Regions from separate parts of the Gossypium hirsutum genome. Here region 1 is linked to region 2. Evidence: chromatin contacts called from public Hi-C data. All regions are on one chromosome and are shown on one strand. Each heading gives the region's core, a stretch centred on a gene start, on an enhancer-like site or on the middle of the called end of the contact. The rest is flanking DNA. Distances are from core to core; before and after follow the strand shown. Region 1 has its middle 8.7 kb from the start of LOC107906001. Region 2 holds the start of LOC107906004 (O-fucosyltransferase 23).

Evidence for each region. Hi-C and Micro-C count contacts between places; a contact is called where the count stands out from the background.
Region 1: a Hi-C map of leaf shows a contact between it and region 2, with 1.8 times the contacts expected there. The contact joins the enhancer-like site here to the promoter of LOC107906004 in region 2. A contact is called at or near these places in 3 of 34 Hi-C or Micro-C datasets (all in leaf).

The regions. Positions count from the first base shown.
Region 1 is chrD05:12,708,365-12,712,380 of Gossypium_hirsutum_v2.1, reverse strand. No RefSeq gene overlaps it. Among protein-coding and RNA genes, the nearest start is that of LOC107906001, 8.7 kb to the left of the region's middle. Within about 2 kb of position 2,225, at least 5 of the 9 cell types and tissues checked have an H3K27ac peak or open chromatin away from gene starts, as enhancers often do. A contact at or near this core is called in leaf, where this site is marked.
Region 2 is chrD05:12,663,812-12,668,362 of Gossypium_hirsutum_v2.1, reverse strand. LOC107906004 (O-fucosyltransferase 23) reads right to left here and starts at 1,578. Exons shown (of 2, transcript XM_016832827.2): 1 at 1,112-1,578; 2 at 1-814. The coding sequence starts at 643.

The sequences.
Region 1 (4,016 bases), core at 976-3,475, 43 kb before region 2:
GGAGAATTTCAATCAATGACTGCTTGCTGTTCAGCTGACCAAACCATAATTTTCTTCAACTTGAAATTGCCTTTGAAATGTCCCCATATATTCAATGGAGGTTTTTAACAAATCATGGTCCAAGTCCTCAAACAACATATATATATTTATAGATAAAGAAGCTTCTTTTGAGATATTGTCTGACTTAAAAACTGACTCAATTAATTAATAAATTATATATATTTCTTGGGTGGTTTTGGAAAGTTAAGTTGAAAATGTTGTACAGATGAGTTCAACTTCGATGAAGAAAGCATGGAATAATGCTGCAAAGACAATGGCATATCACCAACTGCCCTCCACCCCTTACATCAATTGATATATCATGATCCATTTTGTTTACTTCAATGACATGTATATAGGCAACAACTATGGCTAAAGGGGACAAGCTAGCTTACAGTGCTCACCAAAGAGATGATTGTTAATCATGATATATAAATTATTCATTTCTCCATTCATATTAAAGTCAAGAATATATAAGAGATTTGTTTCTGTATACTTGTTATAATTATTTGCTTAGGAGCCGCACAATTAAGCATCAACACCCAAACAAGCATTCTCTCTCTATAAAATATATCAGTCTCTTTTTTGTAATTAATTTATTTCCGTTCCAAGTGCAAGCTTCGAGATTCCAAATCGAGATGAGGAATAAACATTCAGCCAAAAAGATAATTTGTTATCACTTAATAATAATGGCATCCATGAAAGCAACGTTTGGTGATGGGAATTTATTTATTTTCAAAAAAGGAGTAAAAAATTCCACATGATTCCTCCATTGTCAAGTTTTGCTTGTTTTATGTTCTTGTCCCAATCCCCATTTGAATTTTATAAAATCTAGACTTAGACAAATGGGAATAAAGATTAATTTAGTGATTGTATCATAGTCGAGTTTTTTTATTATAATCAACAATCACTTTGATTGTGACCACCTTTGCATGATATTATTATATATACATTCTTGACTAAAATAAATCAAAAGCACTATTTCTTTACCAAAAATGGATTCCGAATAATTAAACGACTTACTTTAAAAAGAAAACTTCTACTTTACTCGATATAAAATTATATATATCATTTTATTTTTAATTGTTGGCCAAAAATTTTATTTATTTAAAATTTTGGTTTTATTAGTATGTGACATCATGACATTTTTTTAAATAAAAGTCATCACAATAAATAAATTAAGATTTTCAATGGATCGAAACTCATGAAATTGACAATTACTTATTAATTACTATATTTTTTTATATTATAATAACTTTGGTATTTTTATGATACAACTTAAATTTAACAAATGTTTTCAGACTACATTTTAAAACTGACTTAATATGTTATTTACTTATTTTATATTAATAATTCTAGTAGGATGTAACTACGATCTTCTTAAATATAAATTATTTTCAAGAAAAATGGAGAAAATTGCTGGTGTAACGTCGTCTTCCTGTGGCCGCATTGGACATTCAACTAAGAAAGTACATCGTAGAGCAGAGGAACCACCTGACCCTGATGATCCCATAGTGGATGTGAAAGGAATGGCGGTGAACATGATTCGTGGCACAAACGAATCGTTGAAAGATAAATTGATGGGTAATAGTGTTGATGGTGAGAAACTTAGAAGGAGGAGAAGGATGCTAAATCGAGGGGTCAGTTTGTTAGAATGATGGTTTTTGTGGATATGGGGAAGCCTTTAATCTCAAAGTTCAGGATTGACGGAAGGATTCAACGGGTTGAATATTAATCCTTACCCATAATTTGTTTCGATAGTAGAAGGTAAGGGCATTATAGAGAAGCTTGTCCTCACAACACATGGCAAGAAATAGATATGGTGCCGGAGAAAGATAAACCACCAAAGAGGGTAACAATGTTACAAGATGTAGAAGCAAAGAAGTATGTGATGGGGATGATTGTTGAACGAAGCCAATGGAGGAAGACAAGAACGATCGTGGCAAAGGCGGATGGCATTGTGGAGGCTAACATCGTAAGTGGTTGCAAATTTCTAATTTTGGGTGGGAATCATGGGGAATTGGTAGAGGAAAATCTGGGGAATTAAATGATAACGATGTCAACAAGTTTTTAAGGGGAAAACGAGGGAGATTAAGGATTTTGGAAAGGAATGGTAGTATGGTGGAAAAGTAGATAAGGGAAAACGCAAAGGCGAAGGAAACCCTAAGTAAGGGTAAAGGGAAAAGGCTAGTGTTGGTTGATGGGTTGAAACATAATAATAACAAACTAAAACAATCCAATAAAATATGTGGGTCATCTATTGGGCCAAATGTTAAACCTTTTGATGATTGATAAAAAAATGGGGTCAATTTAAATTGTTAAGAAAGTTGGTCAGATTAATTTTCAAGCGGTGGGTCTATTTTTAAACGAGAGGAAAAATGTTTTAGTAAAATTTCTTTCGAAAACAGGTATGTCACAAAAAGAAAGTAAGGGCCAGTGCTCTCGAGTTTTAGATTCACAAAATAAAATGGGAGAAAATATTGGTCAAATACCAGATGATGAGAGAGAAAGTAGAATAAGTTGTAACATCGGTCAAGAACTGACGAACCTGTCGAAAAGTGACTAGCCTTTAATGTTAGTAGTGGGGGAAACAAAATATATTCTATAAGTGCTAAATCGTGAGGTTGGGGAAGAAATGGAAATGAAGAGGAATGTTGTTGATGTTAAAGGTTCGGAGAATGAATTTCTAGTGGATATGGGGGCTGCATGGTTTCAATGGTAAAAGCTTATTTCTTTATTTTTATCTGATGATGGTAGATTTCAATTTTCATTTTTTTTGAATTGTTGTGGGTGTGGACACACCCGTTCAACAATTTTTAAAGGATTATAGAACAGAGTTTTCTCCAGATTTTGTTGCTTTTTTTTGAAACTCGAATTACTGATCTTAAGGTAGATCCAGTCATTGCGATATCCAGTTTTGAATATTCTTTTAGAATCGAAGCATTAGGCTTTGTAAGGGGTATATGGTTATTTTGGAATGAGGGCACTCGGATGGAGATTTTTAAAGTTCATCCTCAATTTGTTCATATGCGAATCCGTGATGATAGAAGTCAGCACCCTTTTTTTGCACTACGGTTTATGCATGTCCACAACGAAGCACAAGGGTTTAATTGTGGGGTAAGTTGAATCAGATTACCACTTAAGTGAGCCATGGATGATTGCAGGTGATATTAATGTCATTATATGCTCGGAAGAAAGACAGGACGGTTCTGAACCTAGTTGAGTAGGGAGTATTTGTTTAAGGTCTTTTTTCTTACAACATAGACTTCTTAATTTAGCATTTCAGGGACAAATGTTTATGTGGAACAGTGGAAATTCATTTCAAAGATTGCATCGATCTATTTGCAATGAGTGTTAGCAAGCTTTTGCATCTAACGCAACTGTGCGGCATTTACACAGGCTGAAGTCTAACCGTCATTCGTTGTTGATCTCGGCGTATCCGAAGAGGTTAAAGGAATGAGACCGACCTTTTCATTTTCTTACTAGTTGGTTGACGCACCCTGAGTATCAAGATGTTGTGTTAAAATCTTGGAGTAACGAAGCAGACATTGCGGTGAATTTAGAGAACTTTACTTAGTTTATCCAAGTCTACAACAAAACAATGTTTAATAGCAATTTTTCTAGAAAAAACAAGGATGAAATTGGAACACATACAAAAAGCTTTGAAACAAAATAATAGCACGAGCCTTAGATTTAGGGAAACAGAAGTGCGACTTGACATTGAAAAAATTCTGAACCAAAAGGAAATATTTTGGTTTCAGAAGTCTAGGAGTGAGTGGTTACTGATTGGGGATAGAAATACAAGTTTCTTCCATAATCGTACAATGAAGATGGGTCGACAGAACCGAATTGTGAGTTTGAAAATAAAGGGTAATGAGTGGTGCCATTATATTAAAATCATTAGGACAAATGCGGTTGAGTATTTCTTACTGTTATATACAGTGGACCCATACTCGATTTGGGGATTTATTGTCAAG
Region 2 (4,551 bases), core at 329-2,828:
CCCTTGCATAGTCCTCGACAGGCCAATGATCATGCCAAAGAAATGGATTCTTTCCTACAATTCTAATCACTTCATGCTCATCAACATGACCCCTGCTGCTTTGCTTCAAGTGCTCCATGTCTCTCTCAACTGTCCACTTTCTTCCACTCCCCTTTTGGAGATCATATATTCCAGTCTGATTCATAAGATCCGAGTAACGACCCAATTGCACGAACCCCTTACAAAGTGAATTGAACTTATCGAATTGGAAGACTTTATCGAAGGAAATAGGCTGCAAGCGGTCAATTTCCTTATAGAAAAGTGAAGCACTTAAGCTAGGCATCAAAAGAGTTCGGTTCAGCATTCTAGCAGTCAAACAAGCTCTTGCAAATGCTATCTTCTGGTTATTTAGTCCCCAAACAATTTGAGGAACCTCCAAATACTTGTCCCTACGAATCCCTTCATCATGGGAGTTTAACAACAAAGAGTGGCTTAGAATCAAGTCCAGGTTGTTCCATTCAATCACACCATAGCCAGAAAATGAATGGAGCAACACAGCTCTGAGAAACAGAACCATGGTGACCAGTGCAAGACATATGTAAGTTAGAGAAGTCAACTGGCAGCCGATTAACCTCGAAAGCTTACTTTTAGAGGACAAGTCCATTTGAAATTCACAAACTTACAGCCCTATCATAACCCAACTCATTGAAAAAGGTCCATAGAAGAATTCAAGAACAGATTTAGAACATACCAAGTCCTACAATCACAATAACCTTGGGAATTGATGGTATATAGAGTTGAGAAGACACCAAATATGTCGCTTTGAGTTTAGAATCTACACAATTCAGAAAAGAATTCATCGTTAGTATCCATTTAAGCTTGACAAAAAATGATAAAAATTGCATTCTTGATTCATAAGTCTAAAGCAAACTCAATTCAACACTAGGAAGGAGGAGAAGAAGAAAAGTAAAAAACTTGGATGAGAAATGTAAAGCCAAGATTAATCCCTCGTGATACCATACGACAACAATTCAAAAGACCAATGAAGCATCTCTTTTTAAGCCTAACAAATTTAACAAAAGAAACCCAAGAGACAGTCCAGAAGATGATGTTATTGAGTAAAAGTTCTTACCCTGCTTTGAATTCTGCAGAAATCAAAATATGGTGACCAAAGGAGTAAAAAACCCCAAGAAGGAAAAGGAAACAATCCTAAACAAAAGGAATTTACATGTGATGATCACGAATGAGAAAGAACCCACAAAACACTGAATTCTCATGAACCAAAAGCGAGACGGCCCATCACCGTCATGACAACATGAACAAGTGATTGAAAAAACGTGTCCTTTTTTCCTTCTTATTTTTCAATAATAAAAAACAAAGAGAGTAGGAATCGACGAAATATAATATAACAGGTAGGAATCCACGAAATAGAGTATAATATAATACAAATGTTGGATGGATAATTGTGTGAAAATAGCAAACAAACAAGCAAAAGTGCAAAGCAGTCAGAAGAGATCAGGGTGGGGAAAAAATTATATGATTTGATAAATGCACTTTAACCGTCTCATCACAAAATAAAAGCCAAAAAAAGAAAACTACATCACAAACAAACAACGCTTCCTTCGTCTCTTTTAGCCTATGTATGAAAATCAATTAATATCTGGTCCATAATGTGTGCCTACCCTATATGCATAAAAAAAAAAAAGAAATTTCACCAATTTTGTTGGCCAGTGGTATCTGTTGACAGTTGGGATCCGGGGCCTGGTTTTGTCTGTACATTCTAGTGAGTTCTGAGTTGGAAATAAAATATGGGAATTATAAGTTTCGATATTATAAAAAATAATGTACTTCAGCGTATTCGAAACTATGTCTTTCTGTGTAACAAAACTAATTTGACTTCCAAAATCAATTGGTTAAAGATAAATGTATGAATTAATCGTTATAAATCTCGAATAAAAATTGGTTTAATCACAAATATAGTTGATTTCAATTTGAATGTAATTTCTTTTATTCTCGTAGTTTCATTATAGTTGGTAACCTCCAATAGATAAATCATTCTAAACAACTAATACATTACAAAATATAGGTAAAAGGAATATTAGCATATTACATTGTAATAATTATTTGTTAGTTTAAATGGTATGGCAACTCATGATCCATAATCTAAAGTCAAAAACGTGGGCTGGAAGGAAGGAAGGTAGGTAGGACCTTTTTGTTATTACATATGTCTATTATTTACAACCCAAAATTCATTTATTTTAAACATATTTCTATTGGCTTTCCATTATTCAGCGAAAACTTTCAGTATTTATAAGATAGTTTACATTAATGTTTTAAGAGATGTTAGATTAAAAAGAAAATGAAAAACAGGTTTTGGTCATCTATTCTTTGCTGAGATGAGAAGCAGTGTGGAGGGTGGTGGACCATTGAGGTTGTGAAATTGGGGAGTCTGAAGCGTTAAAGAATGTAGAAGAAGAAAGTTTAGAGATGAAAACGATGGGTGTCCGTGTCGCATGCGAGAGGTGTCTTTTTTGGGATGTTGTCAATACATGGGAGCACACTTGTAGAGTATTTTCCGGATGAAAACTGACACATCCGAATCTCGCTCTGCTCCATGTGCCTTTTTCTTTATTGGGCTTGGTAAAGTCTTATAGGTCTTTTTGTTAGGCAAGGCAGGGGCATGTCCCAAAAACTAAAGTGAAACTGTACCTTCAAACCAAAACTTGGCTCACATTTCTAGGCGTTGGCCAAATTAAATGCCCGAAATTGGATGTTTGGTGGGGGCTCCCTTTTAGCTCCTATGGCAGCTTTTAAACCCCCCCCTTCAAAATTTCCTTTTTGGCTGTAGAATCTTTGCTCTTTTCCTCCCAAATATGCCATTTCACATGTAACATGACTCAGAATTCACACCAGTCCCTTGGTAATTTGCCCATAATCCTTGTAATTTTTTTATACAAGTGAACAATTTGTCATTATAGATTAGTTTTGGGCATATTTATGGAATATTTTTTAATGATAGGGAGCAAAGGTTTAGAGATTCAGGGTCCGTTTGTTTATATGTAAAAGGTTTTACGGAAAATATTTTTTATATTTTTCTGTGTTTGTTTCACAGAAAACAACTTGGTCAACGGAAAATGACTTATAGGTCAACGGAAAATAAGACTTACTCTTTTGAAAAGCGTAAGTCATTTTTTGAAAAAGAGCTTATCAATAGATAATTTTACTTTTATATAAAAATTAACTTAAATCAAAATTAATATTATTATATTGATAATAAAATTTATTTTTATTTTTAAAAATATTTAAAATATTAATATAAAATATTATATTTTTTAATATTATTAAACATACGTATTTAATTATTTATATTTAGTCATATAATAAATTATTAATATAATTAATATAATTAATTATTTTTAATAAATTATTTAATATTTAAATTTTATTTTAATAGTAAATTTTAAAAATAATAATTTTAAATAATATTATTCATATATTATTGAAAATATCAATATTAATATTTTAATACTAAATATTTATTATAATTATAAATATATTAATAATAAATATTTTGTTGTATAAATGTTAAAATATGTCATAAGTCTATATACTCTTTACAAATTTGCAATTTAGTTTCTGTAATTTTATTGTCAAGAATTTAGTCCCTCTACTTTTCAGATTTGAAAATCAAGTCCAACTGCTGACATATTGTTAGTTTTTTTTGTCAATTTTGTTAATGTCACATTTTAAAATAAAAAAATACTCAGTTGGTAGTCATGCAACTAAAAAATAATCGTTGCAATGAACCTAAATTTAATAAAATATTTTTAATATATGTAAAAACAATGTAAAATATAAAATTACAAATATAAAATAAACTCAATTAAACAATGAAAAAATAAAAAAAAATCTCAAATGTATGTTCCTTTAATTGAAAACGACTTTTATGAAATATTTTTAAAATCTGCCAAACAAAAGAAAATATTCTACACAGATTCATCCAAACACCAGAAAATATTAGCTTTTCCAGAAAAGTAAGTCATTTTCTAGAAATCATTTTCCGGAAACCATTTTCAGTGAAACAAACGGAGCCTCAATCAAAACTTTTATGCCATACAACACAATACTTTTCTCATTAGGTCAGAGATTGTTGACTATGAAATAATTATATAATCACCCTTTTCTTCGACTCAAAAAGGAAAATTACTACCAAATACCATTCATATTTATCTTTGCTAAGATTTGATTCAACAATTGAAGCAATTGCCTGATTTTAGCCATACAAAAGAGTAAAATAATATTACTATTCATTTATAGTATTATTGTAGGGGACATTCTGTATGGTAACCCCCCCCCTCCTTTCCCTAATAGAAAGGAATCATTTGCTAAAGGAAAGGCAACAAACAAGTTATTCCTATATTTCAATACTCAACTATAACCCTGCGAACTCGTGATACACAATGCTGTGTGCTTAGATAGGGAAATTCCCATGATCTTTGGATGAAGCTAAACACACCTTTTAATACATCGTGGTTCTTGGGTTTACTTTATGTAACTTGATCCGGACTTGTG